Linked DNA regions of Mus musculus: region 2 is linked to region 1. Evidence: chromatin contacts called from public HiChIP or PLAC-seq data. All regions are on one chromosome and are shown on one strand. Each heading gives the region's core, a stretch centred on a gene start, on an enhancer-like site or on the middle of the called end of the contact. The rest is flanking DNA. Distances are from core to core; before and after follow the strand shown. Region 1 overlaps Shroom3 (shroom family member 3). Region 2 overlaps Shroom3 (shroom family member 3).

Region 1 (3,851 bases), core at 606-3,105:
GCCGAATAATGAGTAGATCCCTTGCCACAAAACTCATTACTAAGTATTTGAAGCAGGCAGTTGAAGAGAACCTAACTGTGATTCTAGTCTTTCCTAAATTCATATTTGAACGAAATCATGTCACTTAAAGTACTTCTGCAGCAGTCTGGCCTCTCATGATAGAAACGTAACGGTCAGAGGCTAGAGGGTCAGAGGTCAGAGGGTAGAGACTGGGTGTGGGGCTTGAGTATGCTTGGCCCAGGGAGAAGCACTATTAGAAAGTGTGGCCTTGTTGAGGAAGTATGTCATTGTGGGGATGGTCAATGAGACCCTCCTCCTAGCCATGTGGGAGCTAGTCTTCTGTTTGTCTTCAGAATAAGATGTAGAACTCTTAGCTCCTCCAGCACCATGTCTGCCTGGATGCTGCCATGCTCCCACCTTGATGATAATGGGCTGAACCTTTGAAGCTGTAAGCTCCAATTAAATATTGTCCTCATAAGAGCTGCCTTGGTGGGCTGGAGAAATGGCTCAGCAGTTAAGAGCACTGAGGTGCTCTTCCAGAGGTCCTGAGTTCAATTCCCAGCAACCACATGGTGGCTCACAATCATGGGATATGATGCCTTCTCACACCATACAAAAGGTAGTAGGGAGCTGTTAAGGAAAAGGAAGGAGAGGGTAAGGGGGTGAATATGGCCAAATACATGACATACTTCAATGCAAATGTCCTGGTGAGGCCCTTCACTTTGTACAATGATATACACTAATAAATAGAAAATTTGGGGCTGGAGCGATGGCTCAGCAGTTAAGAGAACACACTGCTCTTTCAGAGGATCAGAGTTCAGTTCCCAGCACCCACATCCAGCAGATCACACCTTCCTGCCACATGCACATGGACATACATACATGCTGATACTCACATGTATGGAGTACATTAAAAAGTAATGCAATCCTTACAATGTAAAACCCGTGACCTATATTTAAAGATACATCCATAGAAGGACTTAACTGCCTATGGACTCACAATTTCATGCTAACCAATAAGTGTAAAAAGATCCAAATGGCCATCGGCTGTATAAACAAAATGTAATATAGAACGCAATGGAATACAACTTGTCAGGAAAGAGGAACTGGATATGGTGAGATATATATGTTACAAGATGGACGGACCTCAAAGACCTGATGCTTGCTGAAAGAAGCCAGCACAAAAGAACATGCAACCCAGAAAAGGCAAATCCAAGGACACACAGTAGATCAATGGGGGCCTAAGATGGGGGAGAGGGAGCTGGGGTGGAGTTAGGAATGGAATAGTATACCTACCTACCTACCTACCTACCTACAAGGCTTCCCCTTCCTTCCTTCCTTCCTTCCTTCCTTCCTTCCTTCCTTCCTTCCTTCCTTTTTTAATACTGGGTGTTGAACCCAGGGCTATCCTCCCAGCTAGCACTAATAGCAAACTTGCTGATGATGCTGTGTCTGTGAAGAAGTTAGAACCAAAAGAATCTGGTCCTTAAGCCTTGTGTGCATCATGACTCAGCATCTCTGAAGGCAAACAGGATGCAAGGCTCTGCCTGGGCAACGTTTTCCTCCACTGAATTTTTTTGGGGGGCGGGGGGGGGTCTTCATATACGGGTCCAACCCGATCCCTATTTAGTGAATGAGGCCTGACAGAAAGCTGAATAAAAAGCTCCCCGCTCCCCACCGGAGCGCTGTCACAGCGCCTCAACCTAGGCTCTGGGGGAACTTTGGCAAGCGGAAGAATCCTTTGTCTTCAGACTGAGACAAGAGGGGGAAAAAATCCCAAGTATTCAGCTGTGTAGCATCACTCAAGCATGGCTTAATGGGGAAGGTCTAATGAGGAATGTAGTCTTTGAAAACGCTCGCGTTGAAAACCTCCCAGTGCATTCTCACTGTACGGCGCTACATGATTATAATGAACAGGATTCAAACAGCAGCTACAGATTAGGTTACCATCCCACCCAGTTTAGCCAGTCACAGATGCTGCGTTTTCTTTACTGGCAGTGTTCAAGGAGACTTTGGTCTGTTACTACAATTCCATGCATTAGAGAAAACACCCCCATTCTTCACGGGTTCTATAGAGGTTACAGGAATAAGAATAAAAGGCAGTTTTAAACTACCAAGTGAATCACTGCCGGGCAGCCCCCACCCCCACCTTCTCTCTGGCTGTTGACCTCTGAATACATTCCTGCTCCAGAGCTTAACCCAACTTTCACAGGAGCCGGTCTAAAGCGGGTTTTGAATTTGCACAGATTTCCAGCAGGTACCATTTCTGTATCACCGTATGATTTCTTCTCCAGTTACTTCAAAAGCGTTCATCTCCTACACTGTGTCTCATGGCTGGCAAACGTACTTATAGTTTTAAAAAAGGAAGGAAGGGGTGGGGAACTGGGGAGATACGAGCATGAGGACCAGAGTTCGGACCTCCCGGACCTGTGTAGAGCCAGATGCAGTTGATGCATGCGCAATCACGCAATCACCGCATTCCTACAGCAAGATGGGGAGTGGAGGAGGAGGAGGCAGCATCCCCGGACGCTTGCAAGTCTGCTAGCCTGGCATATACAGAGGCAGACGACAGAGACCCTGTGTGAAACAAAGGAGGAGGGGCATCCAAGGTTGTCCTCTGACCTCTACATATGCAATGTGAGACTTTCATACATACGTACACATCATACACACACACACACACACACATAAACACAGAGGACTCAGATTTTATCTTTGCTGGTACCAGAATTATCTAAATCTATTTATGCTTTCATTCATTAAAATGAAAGTTGTGTTGGTCCGGGGATGTAGCTCAATGATAGAGTGCTTTCCTCCCTGGGTGAAGTTTGAGTTCGGTTCTCAGCACCATGTGGGTATGTGGGTGGGTTAATGAGAAGGAGGAGGAGGAAAATAAACATTTTTTTCATCTTATATTAAATTCTTATCCTTAGAGTAGGCCTACTCTTATTTTTTTCTTTTGTTTCATGCTTTCATTGGCTAGTTAAATTATTTTATTTAAAGTGTCGCACTTAAGCATGACTTACGTGCAGTAAAACATGCAAATGTACAGTTGCAGTTTATTTATTTATTTATTTATTTATTTATTTATTTATATTTTGTTTTTTGTTGTTGTTTGATTGTTGAGCCAGGATTTCTGTGTAGCCCTGACTGTCTTAGAACTCAACACTGTTGGCCAGGCTGCTGCCCTCAGGCTCAGAGAGAGTCACCTGCCTCTGCCTCCCAATTGCTGGGATCTAACATGTGCACCAGCGCTGTCCAGCAAGATTACAGCTTATCGTTGCTAATACAAAGTGCCTGATAAAGCACTGAAAGAAGCAAGACTTCCCTCTGGCTCACAGTTGAAGATTCAGCCCATGATGGGGCGGGGGGTGGGGTGGTGGTGGTGGTGGTGGTGGTGGTGGCATGGTAGCTTTCCTTGGAGTTTCCATGCTTGGGTTTCAGGTTGCTTCTTTCTGTGGTCTCTCTTTGGGTATTCACTTGCCTGGCCAGTCAGATCAGATTACCAACCATCTTCATGGCCTCGTTATAATTTAATTCTTTTAAGGCTTCAGCTCCAAATATAGTCACATTGGGAGACCATGACAGTTGGAACTTTAAAGCTTTAACGGGATTTTATAACTGCTATGCTCTCTAATTTGCAGGAAATGTGAAATTAGCCAGACAATCACAGAGTTGCCAAAGGCAATTATGAGTCTAGTAGTAAGATTTGTTTAGGGGCTGGAGAGCTGGCTCAGTTGTTAGAATCACTGACTGCACTTCCAGAGGACCTGGGTTTGGTTCCCAGCACATAGTGGCTCATAACTGTCTATAACTCCCGTTACAGGGGATCCAACACCTTCTTCTGGCCT
Region 2 (3,851 bases), core at 789-3,288, 230 kb after region 1:
GTTTGTATTTACATAATAGGATCCTGGGGTCCTGGGAAAAGCTATACAAGAAATTAGCAATGGGGTGGGGGAGAAATGGGGTCTGAAGGGCAAAACTATACGTTGGTTTTTGGGTTTTTTTTCCTTGTGAACTTATTGTCTATTCAAAAGACAAAGTGAATATGTGGAAGGGCTAACGATTTGTTAAGTTTGGTCATGAGTCCATACATGAGTAAGTTAGTTTTTGTATTAATGTGAATACATTTCTATGTGCCTGTCAGTTTTTAACACAGATGAAAGAAAAGCCAGATGCAGTGGCACACACCTTGGGACCGACTCAGGGGAAGTCATTTGAACCAGAAAACTCTGGTAACATAGCCAGACCCATTTTAAAACAACACAAAATAGACGAGGAAGACTATTAGGGACACACACGGAACTTGAGAGTCAGCATTCCATCCCCAGCTGTTCAGATGGTGCTGGCAAGGGGATCTTGAAGACCCTCAACCCGAATTCCTCACCATTTATTCTGACAGTCATGGTGGGCTTCGTCTTCTGTGGTCATGCATACACTAAACGGTAGACAGGCAGGTAGACCCTCAGTCAGAGGATTAAGAAATACGGTCACTTTGATTGTGTAGTGTTGGCTGTCTTCCTTATCTATTTTGTGTTGTCTTAAAATGGGTCTGGCTATGTTGCCTAGTTGGCCTCAAACTCTGGTTCAAATGACTTCCCCTGCCTTGGTTCCAATGTGTGTGCCATTCTATCCCGCTGTTTCCTCATCTGTTTTAAATTGTTTTGTGTCTTGTGCTTGTGACTTGTGTCTGGTTGACAGCCGGCATGCTTTGGAAAGCTAGTGTGCCTGGAAGGCCGCGAGGCGCAGTCATAGCAGCTCATCAGAGAGCATCAGGAACAGAAGCCCTCCAGGGCTTATTTTCTCAGCTAAAGTTGTGTCACTGTGTTAGTTAGGGTTTCATTGCTGTGAAAAAACACTATGACCAAGGTCACTCTTAGAGAAGAGAGCATTTAATTGGATCTGGCTTACAGTTTCAGAGGTTTAGTTTGATGTCATCATGGTGGGGAGCACGGCAGCATCCAGGCAGACATGGTGCTGGAAGAGCCGAGATTTCTACATCCTGATCCACAGGCAGTAGCAGGAGACTGTCTTCTGCAGGCAGCTAGGAAGAGGGTCTCTAATGCACTGGACCGAGCTTGAGCTCTAGAAGTCCTCAAAGCCCGCCTACACAGAGACATACTTCCTCTGACAAGGTCACACCTCCTAATAGTGCCACTTCCCCAGGGGCAGCATATTCAAACCACCATAAACACTTTCTTCGTTTTTTTTTCCCAGTACATAACAGTCTTTCAGGGTCATCCGAAGTTCCGCTCTTCCTCTGAGTCTTGGCTTTCAGACCCATTCAAACATCTGCTGCTTTTTCCAGAATGCTGTCAAAGGGTCACATGTGGTTTGAATCCCACGCCATCAGCTCTTCTCTCTGTGGCTGTGGCCACACTCTTGTCTTGAACATTCCAAACTTATTCTCACCTCAAGGACATGTCATTCTTTGTTCTTTCTTTACTAAAACACACACACACACCCCACCACCACCCACCACCACCACCACCGCCACCACCACCCACCACCACCCACCACCACCACCACCACCACCACCCACCACCACCCACCACCACCACCACCACCACCACCACCACCACCACCTATCTAAGTGGTCTCCGAGAATGAGGATTCTTCTGCCTCCATAACTTTAAAGATCTTTGATTTCCTCAAACCCGTTACTTCTGTCTCAGTCCCAGGCCCTCAACATCTCACATACCAGCTGGCAAAATATCCAACTTATTCACTGTGCTATTGGCGATACATTCCCAAAACTTAGACTGTAGCCTGTCTCCCTGCCCGAGGCGCTCGAGCCACGCCATCTTCAGCGCGAGACACTTTTGATGAGTTTCCTGTCTCCCTGCTCCTCGCTCCACCAGCTGCTCATGCCGCTTGTACCTTGTCTGAGCCACGTCCTGTGCTCTCCCACGTTGGCTCTGCCATTCCTTCTGCCTGAATATCCTTCACTCCCGCGTCTCACAGCCTTTGATCTGGGTGAACTCTTACAGAGCTATACTGTGGAGTCATTCATCACTCTAACGGGTGCTGGAGAAAGCCAGTCTGTAAAGAACAGGCTCTGACAGACACCTTCTTCCTGTAATCCCAGTGCTTGGTGTCTGGGGCGGGAGGCTTGGTACTCCAGGCCGGTCTGGCCCACATAGCAAGGCTCCGTAATAAGTAAAGAAGTAGGTTTATTCAGTTCTCAGTTGAGAAAATTCCAGTCCAGGGCCTTGCTGCTTTTGAGGCCTGTGGCAGGGCAGTAAGTGACACTGGCCGTGTATGCTGCTCACCCCGTGTCCAGGGGGAAGGAGGAGGAGGAGGAGTGTCTTAGTTATTACCTTCATGTTCCTGATACTCTGACAAAAGGAACTTCAGGGAGAGCTTAAAGTGTGGCTACAGTTCCAGAGGGCCACAGCCCATCGTGGTGAGGAAGGCGTGCCGTGGAGACCAGCTCTTCTCGGTAATAAGGGTGTCAAGGAGCTGCTTGTTGCTTGGCACTTGAAAAGGAGCAGAGAAAAGGACCTGAGGCTGGGTTATAATTCCTTAAGGCCCAGCTGTTACCACCCACTTCCTCTGTCTAGACCTAAAGGCCCCACAGCCTCTCAAAAATGGGAGCCCCAGGAGGACATTGGACGCTCAAAGCGTAACCCTGGCCCATCAGTATTGTGTTGTATATATAACCTATTAGAACCAGAAGGAAAGCCAAGGTGAAAACTTTCACTTACATGTGCTTAAAACCCGAAGCCCAAAACCAGTCATATCAGGTTAGGAACTAGACTAGAAACCAAGTTTCCTTTATCTGGGCTAACAAGATGAAAGATAAAAAAACAAGAGACCAAGGACAGAGCAAGTACGTCCCAGCTCACCGAGTGCCTCTCAGATCCTCCCGAGGTCCTGTCTCCCTTGAGCCTTCAGACTTGGCACTTCTCCAAGTGCTATAGCAGCTCCCTGTTTTACCACCGTGGCCTGACCCCGTGTGCCTGGACCATAGTTAATTCTGAGACCAATCTCTGTGTAATTACTATTTACATTAAAAAAAAATAGTTATATGTGTTTGTGTGGATGTGTGCACACCCCAGAGGAGGGGACACATATGGCTCAGTCAAAGATTGGGTCTCTCTTTCTACCCTCATGTGGGTTCCAGGGGTCAAACTCAGATTGTCAGCTTTGTATGGAAGCGTCTTTGCCAGTGTCTGAGCCATCTGGCTGGCCCTGCCCCGTCTTTATAATTACTCCAATACTTCAGAAATACTTGTTAGAGCTGGAAGAGTGGTTACGATCAGTACTTCCTCCTATCCGTTCTCATTCCCTTCGTCATCCATCCTCAACTTCTTCCTCCCCCCTTTGCCCATCCTTTTAGGTAGGCCTGACTAACGGGCTTGTCCCCCTGGCTCTATCCCATCAACTCTCTCACAGCAAATTCGAGGGCTTGGGATACGTTACATCTATCATCTTCATCTTATCAAGGGACTTCCTGAATCCCAAAGTGTTTCTAAACTAGAGAAATATTTCCACACAATCTCATAGCTGTCAGCATGGGATGCCTGGATGGTCCTCTCACTTTGATGCCAAAAATACTGCCCAGCAGCTGACTCGTGCCTCTGACTCCTTGTAGAGCTCATTCATGCTCAGTCTAAAGGATACCCACGCTTTCTCCTTGGCTCCATCAGATCTTTGTGCTTTAACGGCAGGATGCTTAAAGGTTGAAGTCACCAGCTTGCAAAATGAGAAAGTCTTTCCGAGAACACTTTGTTCT

Evidence for each region. HiChIP or PLAC-seq counts read pairs in DNA pulled down with a chosen protein or histone mark.
Region 2: a contact with region 1 is called in an H3K4me3 HiChIP or PLAC-seq map of embryonic basal ganglia, with 4 times the contacts expected there. The contact joins two enhancer-like sites. A contact is called at or near these places in 6 of 39 promoter capture datasets (the HPC-7 cell line, cranial neural crest, frontonasal cranial neural crest and 3 more), 7 of 484 Hi-C or Micro-C datasets (the HL-1 cell line, embryonic stem cells, female germline stem cells and 2 more), 11 of 115 datasets of contacts at active chromatin or transcription factors (craniofacial prominence, embryonic basal ganglia, embryonic forebrain and 6 more) and 3 of 9 other capture datasets (adipose tissue, liver and pancreatic islet).

Annotation. Positions count from the first base shown.
Region 1 is chr5:92,696,831-92,700,681 of GRCm38.p6, forward strand. The region is part of intron 1 of Shroom3 (shroom family member 3); the gene reads left to right. Among named protein-coding and RNA genes, the nearest start is that of Shroom3, 15 kb to the left of the region's middle. Within about 2 kb of position 1,856, at least 77 of the 459 cell types and tissues checked have an H3K27ac peak or open chromatin away from gene starts, as enhancers often do. A contact at or near this core is called in granulosa cells, where this site is marked.
Region 2 is chr5:92,929,428-92,933,278 of GRCm38.p6, forward strand. All of the region lies in intron 3 of Shroom3 (shroom family member 3), which reads left to right. Among named protein-coding and RNA genes, the nearest start is that of Gm36764, 78 kb to the right of the region's middle. Within about 2 kb of position 2,039, at least 32 of the 459 cell types and tissues checked have an H3K27ac peak or open chromatin away from gene starts, as enhancers often do. A contact at or near this core is called in granulosa cells, where this site is marked.